Linked DNA regions of Zea mays: region 1 is linked to region 2. The links are chromatin contacts, called in public Hi-C maps. All regions are on one chromosome and are shown on one strand. Each heading gives the region's core, a stretch centred on a gene start, on an enhancer-like site or on the middle of the called end of the contact. The rest is flanking DNA. Distances are from core to core; before and after follow the strand shown.

Evidence for each region. Hi-C and Micro-C count contacts between places; a contact is called where the count stands out from the background.
Region 1: a Hi-C map of leaf shows a contact between it and region 2, with 3 times the contacts expected there. The contact joins the promoter of LOC100277071 here to the promoter of LOC103651557 in region 2. A contact is called at or near these places in 6 of 25 Hi-C or Micro-C datasets (bundle sheath, ear, leaf and 2 more) and 1 of 3 datasets of contacts at active chromatin or transcription factors (leaf).

The regions. Positions count from the first base shown.
Region 1 is chr3:228,333,557-228,340,501 of Zm-B73-REFERENCE-NAM-5.0, reverse strand. It overlaps LOC100277071, which reads left to right and starts at 1,434. Exons shown (of 2, transcript NM_001196351.2): 1 at 1,434-1,938; 2 at 2,083-2,488. The coding sequence starts at 1,611. The coding sequence ends at 2,249.
Region 2 is chr3:228,191,950-228,199,534 of Zm-B73-REFERENCE-NAM-5.0, reverse strand. It overlaps LOC103651557, which reads right to left and starts at 5,992. Exons shown (of 1, transcript XM_008677214.4): 1 at 4,972-5,992. The coding sequence starts at 5,939. The coding sequence ends at 5,127. It overlaps LOC103651558 (a long non-coding RNA gene), which reads right to left and starts at 1,873. Exons shown (of 3, transcript XR_002268503.1): 1 at 1,794-1,873; 2 at 1,411-1,636; 3 at 749-1,307. It also overlaps the pseudogene LOC103652612.

The DNA of each region.
Region 1 (6,945 bases), core at 185-2,684, 150 kb before region 2:
CTTTGATTTCAAATCTCAATTCCATGTGCAACCGAACGACATGTTTTAGGAAAGTTGATTCCAATTCCCAATTTCATGCTTCAATATCTACGTCCAAACGGGGTACAAGAGAAATTCTAGCTCCTTCACTCTTTTTCTCACTCTTCATCCTTGATACAATCAAGCACGCTCACTTCACAAAACTAAAGGTAGTTTCAAAATATTTCCACACTCTACCAGGGGTTTTATAGCTAAAACTGAGCTGGGGATACTTATAGGTGAGCTAGGTCAGTAAAGGGAGAAAGTCAGTAGTTGGGTGGACACGTGTTAGTCTGGGCAGCCAAGGCATGGCTGGCTGACCCCTTCGATGCATCGCCTCACTTGATCAACGCTCCATATTGACTCTCAAGATCGATTTACAATTAATTTAGTTGGCCACGCGACTTGGTGAGCTCAGCAATCCATGTAAGTGACGAGGTGACTTCCTTTTGACCCTTGAGGGCTTGTTCGTTTCGCCGTTAATCCATGTAGATTGGGTGGTATTGAGTTGGTTTAAATCCATAGCAAGTCAAAATTCATTATAATTCATCTCAATACACACAATCCATATGGAATTGAAATAACCGAATAAGACCTGAATGGTCCATGTGTTTAAATCCATAGTTGTATCTCATCACAAATGTGTTTGTTTGCATGCCTTGGAACAATATACATGAAAGGGGACATGGGCATGGTCTGGTGGTTAAGGCTTGGTTGGGCGGCCTTGGCTACGTCGAGCGGTCATGTGTTGGCCAGTCGACCATAATGTTGGCCAGTCGAGCTTCTTCTCCCATGATCTCATCTCCATGTATTTGGTATTGTCATACATGAAAACTTTGTACACGGCTCATGGAATTTTGCACGTATGCATGCAACGCATGCATGTTTTCTGGTCATTGTGCTGGGGTAAAGCAGGAGAGGACTCTTTTTTTTAATCATCGCGGGAGCATTCAGATTAGCTTGTGTAGCACCTGATTAGTCTCCAATCTCTTTAGGGGGTGTTTTTCTAGAGACTAATTTTTAGTCTCTCCTTTTTAATCTCTAAATTGTCAAATACAATGACTAAAATAAAAATAATCTCTCTTTTAATCAGCGTGTTTAACAATTTAGGGACTAAAAGACACTAAAACGAAAGGACTAAAAATTAATCATAAGAAATCAAACACCTCCTAGTCTGTGTGTTTGGGTATTTCAATCGGTGTATATTGACCTGCAAATTCTGTGCATTTTGCTGTCGCCCTGTACTGAACATTTTTTTGGCTCTACCTGAAAGAGGATGTCTAATAAAAATCAGACAGGTATGCTGCCACTGCTATTGCCAGGAACAAGAAAAGCATGAATCTATCCGCGCGGATTTCACTCACTCGCTCTGCTCAGCGCTTACTCCGTTTCCCGTGCGCGTATCAGCCCGGGCCGTTGGACATCGCGGCCTCACGCGTTCGACGTGCGCGCGTGCGTTACTCGTCGTCGTCGGGCCGCGGCGCTTGTTGCATCACACTGTAGTATATAGAACGAGCCATCCACGCACATAAAGCTACAGCATCTGCTCGATCGTCTAGCTTGGACGGTGGACCGAGAGACCAGCCAGCTAGATGGCGCGCAGGGCGGTCGGCGTTCTACTGGCCGTGGCCGCGCTCCTCGCGGCGGCGACGGCGAGGGCGGCGGACGACGACGACAAGACGCAGCCCTGGCAGTGCTTCAAGTCATGCTCCAGAGGCTGCCACCACCACCACGACCACGACCACGACAACGGCGCTGCTGCCGTGGCGGACTTCCTCTCCGGGGCCGCCGCCAAGGTCTCCGCCGCCGTCACCCGCGAGTGCAAGAACAACAGCTGCCATGACAACGCGTGCTTCAAGGACCTGCCGGCCATCACCTACCCGCAGTGCGCCATCGCCACCTGCCTCAGCCATCCGCACCGTACGTGCACGGTCAAACGCCCCATCAAAACAATCGAGGAGCAGAGCAGCACGCGATATTATACTGTACTATAGTATGGTTGTCTGATTAATGCCTCTCTTCTGTTCATGTGTTGGGCCCGTTTTGTTTGTTTCACTGTTACAGATAGCAGAAAGAAAACGGCGTGCTTGAAGGACTGCTGCGAGAAGTGCTTCATCAATGGCCCACCTGCGCCTGGCCCACCTGCGCCTGGCCCGCCTGTGCCTGGCCCACCTGCGCCTGGCCCGCCTGCTCCTGGTCCCAGCCCGACGCCACCATCTCCGCCAAATTAAGCCCATGTTGCATGGATGCTCTTGGTACACATGCATGAAGTAGTAGAGAGCAACGGTCAACTTACTCCTTATATTCCCATAATAATAAAATACTTAGGAGTACTTACTTCAAAAAAAGAAGGATCTCATGACTGTAACCGAAGTGACATTTTCTCTTGAGTTGGGGTGTAACATAAACCCAGCACCAAAGCTATTTGCCATCTCATTCCAGTTTCAATATATTAAGACCTAGTTTGGGTAATACTAGAAGTGGTTTGGAGGGATTGAAGAGTGTATAAATCCTTAATAGATCAAAAACTCTCATAATACATCTCAATCCACTTAAATCCCTTTTATTACTAGATTACTTCAATATCTTTTATTACTAGATTATCCAAACTAGGCCTAATTAATAAACGAGCTTGTTGGAACAAGAAAGTGAGACTGCTCAGTGCTGCACAGGACGGAGTAACCACACCGCGTCATCAAGCGTAGACAATTTGTACAGAGCAACTGAGGGAGCAAGTCTGATTGCTGGGCCAATTCTTCTTAATCGTGACCAATTTTTTCTCAAGTATTTCGTTTCAAAAAGAATCTCGACTATATTTTTTTGTAGGTAACGGATGAGAGCCCACGGCTTCGTTCTCTTAAAAAAAATCCGATCCACCATTACTAAAATGAAATACAGTAGCTAACCCTGTGCTCAAGCGTAACCAAGAAAAAAAAGTTCAACACTATTGACTAATTCGAGAAATCATTTTCCATTCATCGCATGATACAAACTGTATAGTTAATACTACCTCGGCTTAGCGTCAGGGTTATAATATAGCCTATAGATGAATTTATGATAATGCCATATCATATAGCCAACTAAAAGCTTAGTTATATTATAACTTTCTCACGATATAAATTGTATATTTAATACTACCTCTATTCTCGAACTAGTTCATTTTTTGATCTAAAATGTGACAAACAAAAAAGAACGAAAAGAGGTATTTGGTCTATCTCTTTCACCTACAAAGTGCCTTGGAGTTCATGATCCGTCACTTTTAGCTGGCTACTAGTGATTAGCTTGTTTTCTTTATTTCTCTATTTCTCTTTTTTCATCCTACCACAAATCTGGTGTGTCATCTCTTACAACATGTATACCTTACCTTATTATGTCTATATCTGTACTACTTATTAAGTAAGCAATAGTAGTCTGCCTCCCTCTCGTTCTGCCGTTCTGCCGTTCTGCCTTTAATCGATCTCGACCGTCCGTTGTCACGGTAGTCGCTCCGCTCGCGATCCATCCGCCCACGTGTGTCCATCCGCCCACGCGATCCATCTCTGGAACCGACGCCACGAGCGACCTCTCCCTCTCTGGAACCGACGCCGCCGCCCTCTCCCCCTCCTTCTCTCTCCGTCCCTCTCGTCTCGCTTCTTCCCCAACCTGCTCGGCTTCACCAGATCGCGCCGGACACGGTCGTTGGGCCGCCACCATGATCTCGACGCGGCTCTCTCTCGGCCACTCGGGTTGGTGGTGGTGAGAGGTCCACAGCCACGTCCTAACTCCACCACTTCTCTCCTCTACGACGCGAGCAAGGGCGGAGCCGACTGCGGCGTCGGTGGGAACTGGGCCTCGGCCTCCCCATCTCTCTGGTACGCGTCTTCTTTTGTCTCGCTCTGCGCTCGTCTCTACCATGGAGATTAGGGTCTAGGGTTTGGTGGCGCAGCCGCCTACATCACCGACATCCTCAACGTCGCTGTCCTTGCTCTCGCGTTATCCTCATGCCCACCAGTAGCCCTCGGCCTCTACCTCGTTAGGGCTAGGATTGTCTCTGTGTATTGACTGTGGTTTGGGACAAGGCTCACACCCGTTGCTAATCTGTTGATTTGTTTGCTGCATCAGTGTTGGGGTTTGATTTTTGTGGATTTGATCTGTGATTGATTACTGACAACAGTAGACCAAGTTGCTGGTGCGCGCGAGAATGGGATAGACGGGGCAGTAAGGGTTCCATGCCTATTTCTAATTAGGCATACTTGGATTGGATGTGAAGGTTCTATATAGCATGCAAAATCCTGTTATTTCCATTGTCACATCACAAGTTCTTTAAAAAATCCCCTGTGTACAAATCCATTATTGAATAACTAAATGATAAGGAGGATATACTTGTCCTGTTTATGCGTCATGTGAATTCTATTTAGTCTAAAATTCCATCTTTTAGATGTGTGACCTTTAGAATTCGAAAACCTATGCGTGTGAATTCAGTATTGAATACCTGAATGATATAGAGGGGATACTTATCCTATCTATGTGTCATATGAATTTATTTAGTCTAAAAGCCCATCTTTTAGATGTGTGGCACTGTGACCTTTAGAATTCGATTTAATATGAATGATATTGAGGTACTTATCCTATCTATCCATTATTGAAGCATTTTTAGAGTGGGATAGATGATGCCTTTGCATGATGACACTTGTTAGGAACCTATTTTAGATGTGTGTAAATGATTAGGGGTAGCATTTCCTAGAAAATAGTTGCACAAAAGCATACTTTGGCTTTGTATTTCATAGAAGTATATAATTACAAGCAATGACAGAGCTTAGACCTAAACCCACCAGAGGCTAATCATCGAAGAACGGCGACAGCTGCAAGTACGGCAACAACCTTTGACCGTGCACAAGCGTCGTGGTCGCGGATGCCACCGCTTCCTCCTTTGTCGTCGTCAACCTCCTGACCTCGCGCCAGGAAATCTAGGCCACCGTCGTCGAGGCATCCATGTTGTGCGCGCTCCAACGTGTGCTGCTCCACGTCGTGAGGTCGGCCGGGCTGCCGCCGAGACCTTCCTACGCACGAGCCTACTCCATGATTAAAGGATTCTATGTTCCTAAGGTACAAGTAGTTGTTTATGTACGGACTGATTAGATATACACCATGCTTCCTTTCCTGATTACATTTATAGTTAATCTTATCTACTGTTATTAGTACGAAATATTTGGACAAATTATTATCACCTACGACTCTCTGTTCCGGTTTATACTTATCTAAAGAAATCTGATAATATTGGAGTTCTTATTTTTGTTCCTATTGTGTATGTTTATCTAAATATCCAATTTTGCAGGAAAGAGCTAAGCATCAAGCCATCTATACAATCAAGCCCTAGCCATATTCTGGTCATCATCCAGGAGAACGAATCTGCAGGTGATGTTTATTCGATGGGAAACGTTAATTTTGTGGAGATATGCTCATTTTGGCACATATTTCATAGTTTTGATCGAATATGGATCTTCTTAATATTATCCTTACAGGTTAGTTGCTCTTCTGTTTGTGCTTTCTATCTATTAAACATTATCATCCCCTTAATTCAACATATTACATATTAGTGATGTTTAAGATTTCGTATAAGTTATTTTAAGACTTCACATGGCTTGAAATTATCTCATAAAAATTCTGGTTCTTTTGGCAATAAAAAGAATCCCATTTAATATCATGGCATGGTTTTGTTGTATATGTTCCCTGTTTTTTGATAAATAGGTTTTTAAGTGTATTTACCGGTTCTTTCTTAAATTGGGATTGGAATGAACAGCCATCTGTTGGAACATAGAGTATATTTGTTGAATGACAATGACTTCTTTCCTTCTTAATCCTTGGTTGAATTGGTCAATTTTACAGGGAACTAAGTGCTTTTGGATTTGTCAAATTTTGCTACCTTGAGGATGCTACAGTTGCCAAGCGCGAGATGAATCATCAAGTCATTGGTGGTCGAGAAATTTCAATAGTTTATGCGAGGAGAATCGAAAAACGCCACAAGAAATGTGCATGAGAACAAGAAGGTTCATTATTTGTTTCTTTATCCTTTGATATATGCTCTTGGTTGTCCTTAGCAACATTGTATGAAAAACTAAATAGAAATAAATTTGTGCTTTCATAGATGTAGTGGTAGGTACATGAATGAAAGAACACAGGACGATCACTATCAAGATCTCAAAGGTCTCGATCCCACTGTAAGTGTGAAACGATTTGTAAAAACTAAATGTTAAATTATTTTGTTTTGTAACATACTTGGCATGTGAAATATAAAGACACTTAGTCTGAGATTCTTCACTATTGGATTTGTTTTTCCAGATTTTCAGTTATACTAGCAATTCTGAACACATACAACTTAACACTACTATTTTCTCATAATTTTAAATAAAACTGACAAAACAGACTAAGCTCATTTCACTAACTATAGGTGCTCATTTGTTATGCTGTTTTGGTACATTTGATATGACTGTTGGACCACTGCATTAGGAGTTGCGACCTATTTGATTGTTAGGCACTTATTGGTTTAGGACTTAAGGGTTCTGTTCTGATATAGATTGGAATGTATGGACATAGCTGGCTCTTTGATGTTGTATATCATTTTCTTATATGTTTGCAGATGATTTTAATCAGTTTCCAAAGTATTGACTTTACTAATCAGTACCAGTTCGATGTTGGTTTAGATTCCCTTTTTGCTTTAGTGCATTTAAATTGTAACCACTATACCTTCTTGACTTCTATGGATACTTTTTTTAAAAAAATACATGTGATTTTTTAAACTCTATTCTATTGTTTCTTTTAAACAACTAATTGCACTTGATAGGGGTGCATTAATTGTTGGTGCCAAATATCGTGGAGAGTTTGAGGATAGACCCAAGGTTGTTCTCCAAGAAGTTACAGATTCTGATGGGCAGACCATTCTTTTCATTG
Region 2 (7,585 bases), core at 4,743-7,242:
TGCAAAGCCGAATGTGGCCACAAAGGATGGTGCATCAAAGTTCAATGTGGGCATGGAGGATACAACATCAAAGCTGACTGTGGCTGATACTGCAGCAGTAGAACCAACTTTGCTGGAAACCAGCATTGCAGCTGGATCAACCGTTGTAGCTGGAAATGAACAGTGTGATAACTCAAACTCAAGTGGAGCAAGTCTACAGCAGCAAGCCATTGACAATGTATTGATGTCCACTGTTATGCTAGCTGAGGACATTGCCACACCTGTGGCTACTGCCGAGCTCAAGCCTGCAAGACGCTTCACTCGATTGCTGCTCAAGAATCATGAGCCAAACAAAGAAGAGTCTGCAGCTTGTGAAAGTCAGGCAACACCAGATGGCAGCAAGGATACCTCATTTGATTTTGCTTTGCTCCTGGAGAAGCCTCAGAGAAGGTTTACAAGGTCGTTGCTCAAGACAAAGGTTGAGAGCAATTTGGTTGGATCTGACGATGCGCTGGACAGTGCATCTGATGCCCGTCCATCAGTGAAGAAGATGGAGATGAAAATGTCAGCACACTTGATGAAAGCAGAAGCTCTTAGCATATCCTGTTGTTTGCCTTCCCAAAGAGAACCTATCCATCTCCAGAATGTATGAACTGTATGAAATGGATGATATGCATTTTAAGCATGTGATGGTTAGTGATAAAACTTTGCTATCTGCCAATAGTACCTTGTTTGAAAAGAATAATACATCTAAAACTCAATTAACACGCAACCACCTGAATCCGCCCCTGCTAAAATTCAATTATCACGCAAAATAGCACAAAGAGGACAAAAGACCAAGTGTGCTCACCTCATACATCTAAGTAATAATGTTTATTGTGAAGTAATACATCATCAAACAAATTGAAGGGGGGCTAAGCTTGAAGCCATGAACTAACAGCTGGTACTCCCTTACACCATCTGATGTATCTACCTCGATACCTCGTTACTACACAAACTACTACATCCTTGATTGTGGTTCCCATTCCATTCAACCTCCCGATCGTGAAACGAACTAAACACGCCAGTAAGCTCATCCACAACAGCCTCCAGGGCGGTTGTTTCACCGGGCTTACTCGCCGTCAACAAATAAACCAAAGAACTTGTTGCAAAACTGACTCTGCAATGGACACATGATCATACGAAAGAGAAGCTATGTACAAAGGAAAACTGGTGCCGTCCAGTGGAAAGTTCAAAGGGCGCTTTCATGCTGCCGTGCTGTTGCCGCCCACCTCGCTGTCGCACTTCCACACAACATCCTTCAGCTGGGTCGACAGGCTTCTGTAGAACTGTTTTACAATTACAATACAGTTAATTTTGGGTATTAGTACAATGTGCCAATGTTAAATCATACAGAGAACCGTCGTGTGGCAGGATTAGTAGAGACCGTACCTTTTGGAACTCAGAGTGTCCCCCTTCGCCTTCTTTAGCTCGACTACATGTAGGGATGGGGCTATTTGGAAGACCTAAGAGTTGGCATGCACAAACAGAAAGGAATTGAGTTATTCTCTTTCGATGCTTCAGCAATCTTGATATTTGTCAAGTTGATGTTTTCAGCTACCTCAGTTGCAACATTCAGATTGCCCTTTCTACCTACTTTCGGGTTCTCCATCCGCATCTGGAAAGAGCAGACACAGCCTTATTCAGATCTAAGGTGTGTGGAAGATGGCAGTAAGAGTTCTACTTACTATCTAGATATTCCAGCCAAAATTTTACAACATAGGTCGAAAGCAACAAGATGAATATTGTACATAACAAACTTCAGTAGGAAATACCTTGTATTTTTTCTTCTGAACATCAAAGCCAAGCGGCTTTGCAGCTTCTTCGATCTTTGTGATTATCTCTTTTGTGATTATCTTTGTGATTATCTTCTTCGTGTGTCACGGACGAGCGCCTGCGCGGAATCTTCTAGGAGACGGAGGCGGCGAAGGCGGAGATGGCGGCCATCAGCGACGCACTCGATTGCCTTGGCGGTGTTGGCGGCCACAGACCGACGGCGTGACACGTTGATGTGCGAGGAGGTGGAGGAGTTGGTTGTACTGGTGAGCGGAGAGGCGGGGAACGACGTCGGCGTCAGCATCGACGGCGACGTCGAAAGCACACTATTCCTCTCCCTCGGTTCCAACGCCACCGCGGCGGCCCACCAACGCGCGCTCACCCTCCGCCCCCACGTTGCTGGCATCGAGGCCAACGCGGCCGCCGCCCGCTACGTGCTCCACGCCTTCTCCTCCCTCTCCTTCCCAGCACACATCACCCCTTACTCGGTTCTCCTCTCCTACCCCGTCCACACCGCTCCCTCTCCCTCGCCGCGGCACCCGGCCTTGCCGCCAGGCCGTTCCCCTTGGTGCATGAGACCTATAAAGGTGACCCGTACGCTGAGGCCTCCGCGGAGGTCCTCCCGACGTACTTCGCCTACTCGGGATCCGGCTCCGACAACGCCGAGGTCGTCTACGCCAACTACGGCCACAACGAGGATTATGCTTACCTCGCCTCCCGCGGGGTCGACGTCGCGGGCAAGGTCACGCTCGTGCGGTACAGTGACATCCACTGCGAGAACATGGCGGGCGGGCGGGGATTGCGCGTTCGTGGCGGCGATTGCGGTGCGCGGGCGGATCGCTGGCGCGGGCGTGCGCCATTGCGAGCGCTGGCATGGGCGTGCTGGAGCTGGATTCGCGGCGGCTGCGGCGCGCGGGCATGAGGTGCGGGAGGCGGTTGCGGGGGGATTTTTGCTGGCGCGTGCGGTAGGGAGCGGGGGCAGTCTACACTGCCCCCTTAATAGTTAGTAGAGATAGAGATATAGGGTCCACCCAATCTGACGCGTTAAGCCGTTTCGCCCGTTAATTGAGGCCCGTCCTGCCTTGAAACACGGGAGGGGAGGCGTTGCACCGCCAGCCTGTGCTGTGCGGCTGTGCCTACTCACTGCTTAATTAATAAAGCAGCTAGGTATGGTTGGCAAAATGCTCCACGGCTCAAACATACTGGAGTGTGTTTGTCTGTATAAACGCATGGATTCACGGACGCTAGTCTACGCGGTACGTAGTCCACCCTTAGGTATGGTTGCCAATTATACTCGTACTAACAACCAAGAAACTGAACAAGTTTATTGGCAAGCAATGGGATAATATAATAATGGAGCGCACATCAGATACTACCACGCACCTGGTTCGATGCTGCCAGCCGGTGGTGGTGTGCTGATCATTATAGGAGTAGTAATCTCTACTATCTACTAGTTCGGTGACCGTGCGTTGCGACGGTCTACAAAATATTCGATAAAATGTCAGTATTCTTATGTTTGTTTGTTTTTGTGTTCGATGATATATTAAGAGAAAAAGTATAAAAAGAAGTAGGGACATAGTAAAATAGTGATGGATGCAAGTGCACCGTAAAAAGCATACAATGTGTATAACAGTCACGATGCAAATAACTTCCCCTATAGAATGTTGAAGTCATTACAACCTGCATTCTTAAGAGCATCTCCAAAAGTTCTCCAGAAAATGACTCCTCAAAATCAGTTTTAAGGGACATCTAAATAATTAGTAGGGGTAAATTTTAAACATTTCTCTAACAGATCCCTTAAAGCGGCAGTTTGTTTCTGGGAAGCCCAAAAACCTCTCATTTGTATCTACAAATGAGAGAGTTTTAAGGACTATAAAAAAGTTGGGAGCGCTTTAGGGGACTGTTGGAGACACGTTTTTGTGGTTTTCCCAAAAAACTGATTTATGGGAGACTTCTAGGGAGCTCTTGGAGATGCTCTAGGAGAGTAAACACAGGAAGGACACGTAATAACCTCTGCATTGGGGAAGATGGTCTCTCCGTCCTTCCGGCCATTTGATAGGTACATCAACGGTGGCAATGCGATGGCCACCCTTCTCAACATCTGTTTGGCCGACCAGCTTCTGGTGAAGCCTGTCGGCAAGGACGACCAGCCTCTCTTTGTCGTTATAGCCAAGCCGAGTCACCGGAATACCCGTCCACCGACTCATCACCTGCAAGATTACATTACCAAGAGACGATTTGGTATTGCTTTGAATTTTTTTTGTGGTGGTGAACAAGAGTATACCTCTGCAATTTGTTCAAGGCCGACAATTTCGGTGAGCATCAGGTTCTCCCCTGTTTCGCTCTCCAGCTTGGAGATCGCGACATCGATCATCGTGGTCCACATGTAACTCCTATTATTTCCGGTGCCCATTCAAGGATATCAAGCATCGTGGTCCACTGACTAAATATGAGTACTCTATTACCATAATTTGCTAGAGAAGGTAAAAACTCCACTAAGTCATGAACACAGAGTGGAGGGGTATAAGAATGAAAGCGTGACTAATTTTAAAAATAGCTTAGAGTAGTGCATCAAATATGGATGCCTCTGCTTAGAACATTATTGCAAAATTAAACTCAACATTTCCACTTTTTCTATAAATAAAACAACAGCACATATCAAAACAGATGCTGGAGGAAGAAATATACCTGAAAATAATAGCTGCAAGTTAACGAATAAATAAATAATCTATAGAGCTAAATACAAGATTGGCATGTTTGGTAGAGCTCCTAGAGTGTTGTCGTAGGGTTGATTCTCTAGAATGAACTAAAATGTTAGGAGCTTAACTAATTTCTTCGACTGATTCACTTCCTCCAAAGAGTTTATTCGTACAGAATCACTTTTAGACAATTATCAGGGGCAAGGGGAGCTCTACCAAACAGACCCTAAGACAATAGTGCGTTTCTCAAAATCAAATTCATTCTTTGCCCATAATCATCAACCCCCTAATCATCATAGTGTTTTCTGTAATCGGAGGATGGTGGACCGATGCTACCTCTGATTGCGATTTGTCCTGACATGGCATTGTTTATTACTACGAGTGTTGGTCTCCACGCTTTGCCTCGTAGACGGTTTGGTTCTTCCTTCACAATTATCTTTATCCTGCTCTTCTTTTGACTTTCCAATTCCCACGGTGGTACTGGTACGATTATTCATTTTCCTATTTCCTTTCCAGATTATCACATACACACAGTGGTATACTATCATCATACATACAGTACATGATACATGGCTGCCTGGAACGTTACGCAGCAGCGAAAGGCCAGGAGCCCATAGCATCGCGGCCCACGATCTACAGCCCATCCGGATTGTCCTGCTCCGTCTCGACGACGATGCTGAACATGACCATGTCCCTGGGCCGGCCCTTGAGCAGGACGTACTTCCGCAGCACGCCCTCCCTGGCGAACCCGGCCTTCTCCAGCACGCGCTGCGACGCCGGGTTGTCCACGTCCGCCACGGCCTCCAGCCGCAGCAGCCAGGGCCACGCCGTGAAAACGGCCGCGGCCGCCGCTCGCACCGCGCGCGTCGCGATGCCCCGCCCCCAGTGCGCGTGCGCCAGGCGGTACCCCACGGACGCCCTGAACAGCCGCCCGTCCTCGGCGGGCCCGGCCTTCACTGAGATGGAACCCACCACGGGGAGGGGCGCGCCCGCGCCGGCGCAGATGGCGCGGTACCACGGGTGCGGCAGGACGTGGTCGGCGATGTAGCGGCGGGCCTGGTCCACGTGCTCGTAGGCGTCGCGGCGCTGGAAGCGGACCACGCGAGGGTCGGACGCCCACGACATGAACGCCTCCGCGTCCGCGTCCGACAGGGTGAACTCGCGGAGGGAGACCTCCAGCTCCGCCGCAGGGGCAGGGGATCCTCTCTGCTGGACCTGGACCTCCATGCTCTCGTCGTCACCGGCTCGAGCTGTATCGTGTATATGTAGCCGGTCTTGGTATGGGTCTTGGCCACAAACAAAGGAGTAAAGGACGCAGGTGCAGTGTACAAAGTCCATGCTGTTGACTTGAGCATTCCGAGACCATGCGCCGCCGCATCCAAACAATCCATTGTGTATGACCATCCTTGTGCCCCCCGCCTCCCTGCGAAAGCCGCCTCGGCGCATGCCCAGTGCTGCCTGCCCTCCCCTGTATGCCGCGCTCTGCCTTGTGGGGCTCGCGCTCTTACCCTGGTGTTTTTTTAAAACACCCTGGCCAACTGGCTCCTGGCTTCTCCACCGGAGCGAGCGATCGCCACCGGCCGCCCTTGCCCCTTGGTCGTTGTCGCCGCTGCCCGCCCTTGATCTTGCTCTGCATCTGGCGCATCTCACTTCACTCGCTGCCCGCCCCTCCCCACGGTGTTCAGGGACTACCCCTCACCCTCAATGCACACCTCAGGTGCCCTTGGCCAGCACCTTCCTGCCTGCGTGGCCCTCCTCCCTAACACTGGCCACGTCTCCACCCTTCGTTGCCTGAGTGTTGCGGTACATACAAGCAAGCCATCGCAGATACAGGTACAGGTTTCAGATACAAGCCAACTGAAACTTACAGGTATAGCAACCATCGCGTATATATGATAACTGAATTTGCTGCTTCGCATGTTTCAGGTTGAATGCAACTGTGTGTATCCGTGTGTCCTATAATGCTACTCCCTTAAGTCATGTTAAAGTATCCCATATGTGAAAATGCAGTTTACAATTTAGGATATTTTGCACCTGGTTTACCCTTCAACCCCTTGCTTCTCATTTTGCATACTTTGTATTTTTATGGGGTGTTTGGTTTGAGGAATCACTTCATCCAAAATGTAGTGGTGCATCATGGGTCCATTTCTCAAATTTGGTGGGATGACCTCATTCCTAATATTAGTACTAACTAAATAACTATAAGGAATGAGGTGATGATGGATCAACTCAATCCATTCCACAAACCAAACAAAAAAGTGACGAGTGAGAAGACGATGGACTAGATCATTCCTCAAACCAAACAGCTTATTAATGTCCCTGCATAAGTTTAACACTTGATGTTCACAATTGTTGAAAGCATCCTCACAAATGGCACGCCGGAAGAAGAAAAAAGATTAAAAAAAATAATGCAAGTAACTTCAACCAGTGGATTATTTAACCAGACCAAGCAATGCAAGTAGGGGTAGCATGGTAATAATTTATAATCATTACTATGGAAGCATGGTGCTAGAATTTGAGGCCCTCTAGACCAGTCCCGCTTAAGCTCCATGTTCAACGTCTTCAGATAGTCTTCATCATCTTCCACGCCTTTCGTCGTCAAGGTTGCCTGACCCTGTGCTACATTCAGTACTTTAACGCTTATATGTTCACCAACTGTACTCCGTTGTACTCCTCACGGTGCCATTCAGAGATTGCCCTAGTGCATACTTTGACTCGACTGTCTCCCTTGCTTTTGTTTGCTCTAGTGAGCCTTTAGGAAACGCCATGGCAGGGGATTTCCGAGAAGCTAGGAGCCAGGGGGTTTCGAAGCAGGAAGTGAGGGAGATGGGACGGGATTTTTTTAAAAAGTGAGGAGAGAAAGGTAGACCGTAGGAGAGACGCTGGATGATAAATGATGGGGCTGGATTTAATATGTGCACCAAGTGCTAATGTGCATAGGATACATTGCCAAGTTATATAAGCTCTTGTTGCATCCATTTTTGGTAATATCCTCAATTTATTATATTTTAGCTTTCAACATTTAATCAAGCTACTGCTATTTTTCATACATGTTTACTGTTAAAATTCTAATACTTATTGCATCGTATATC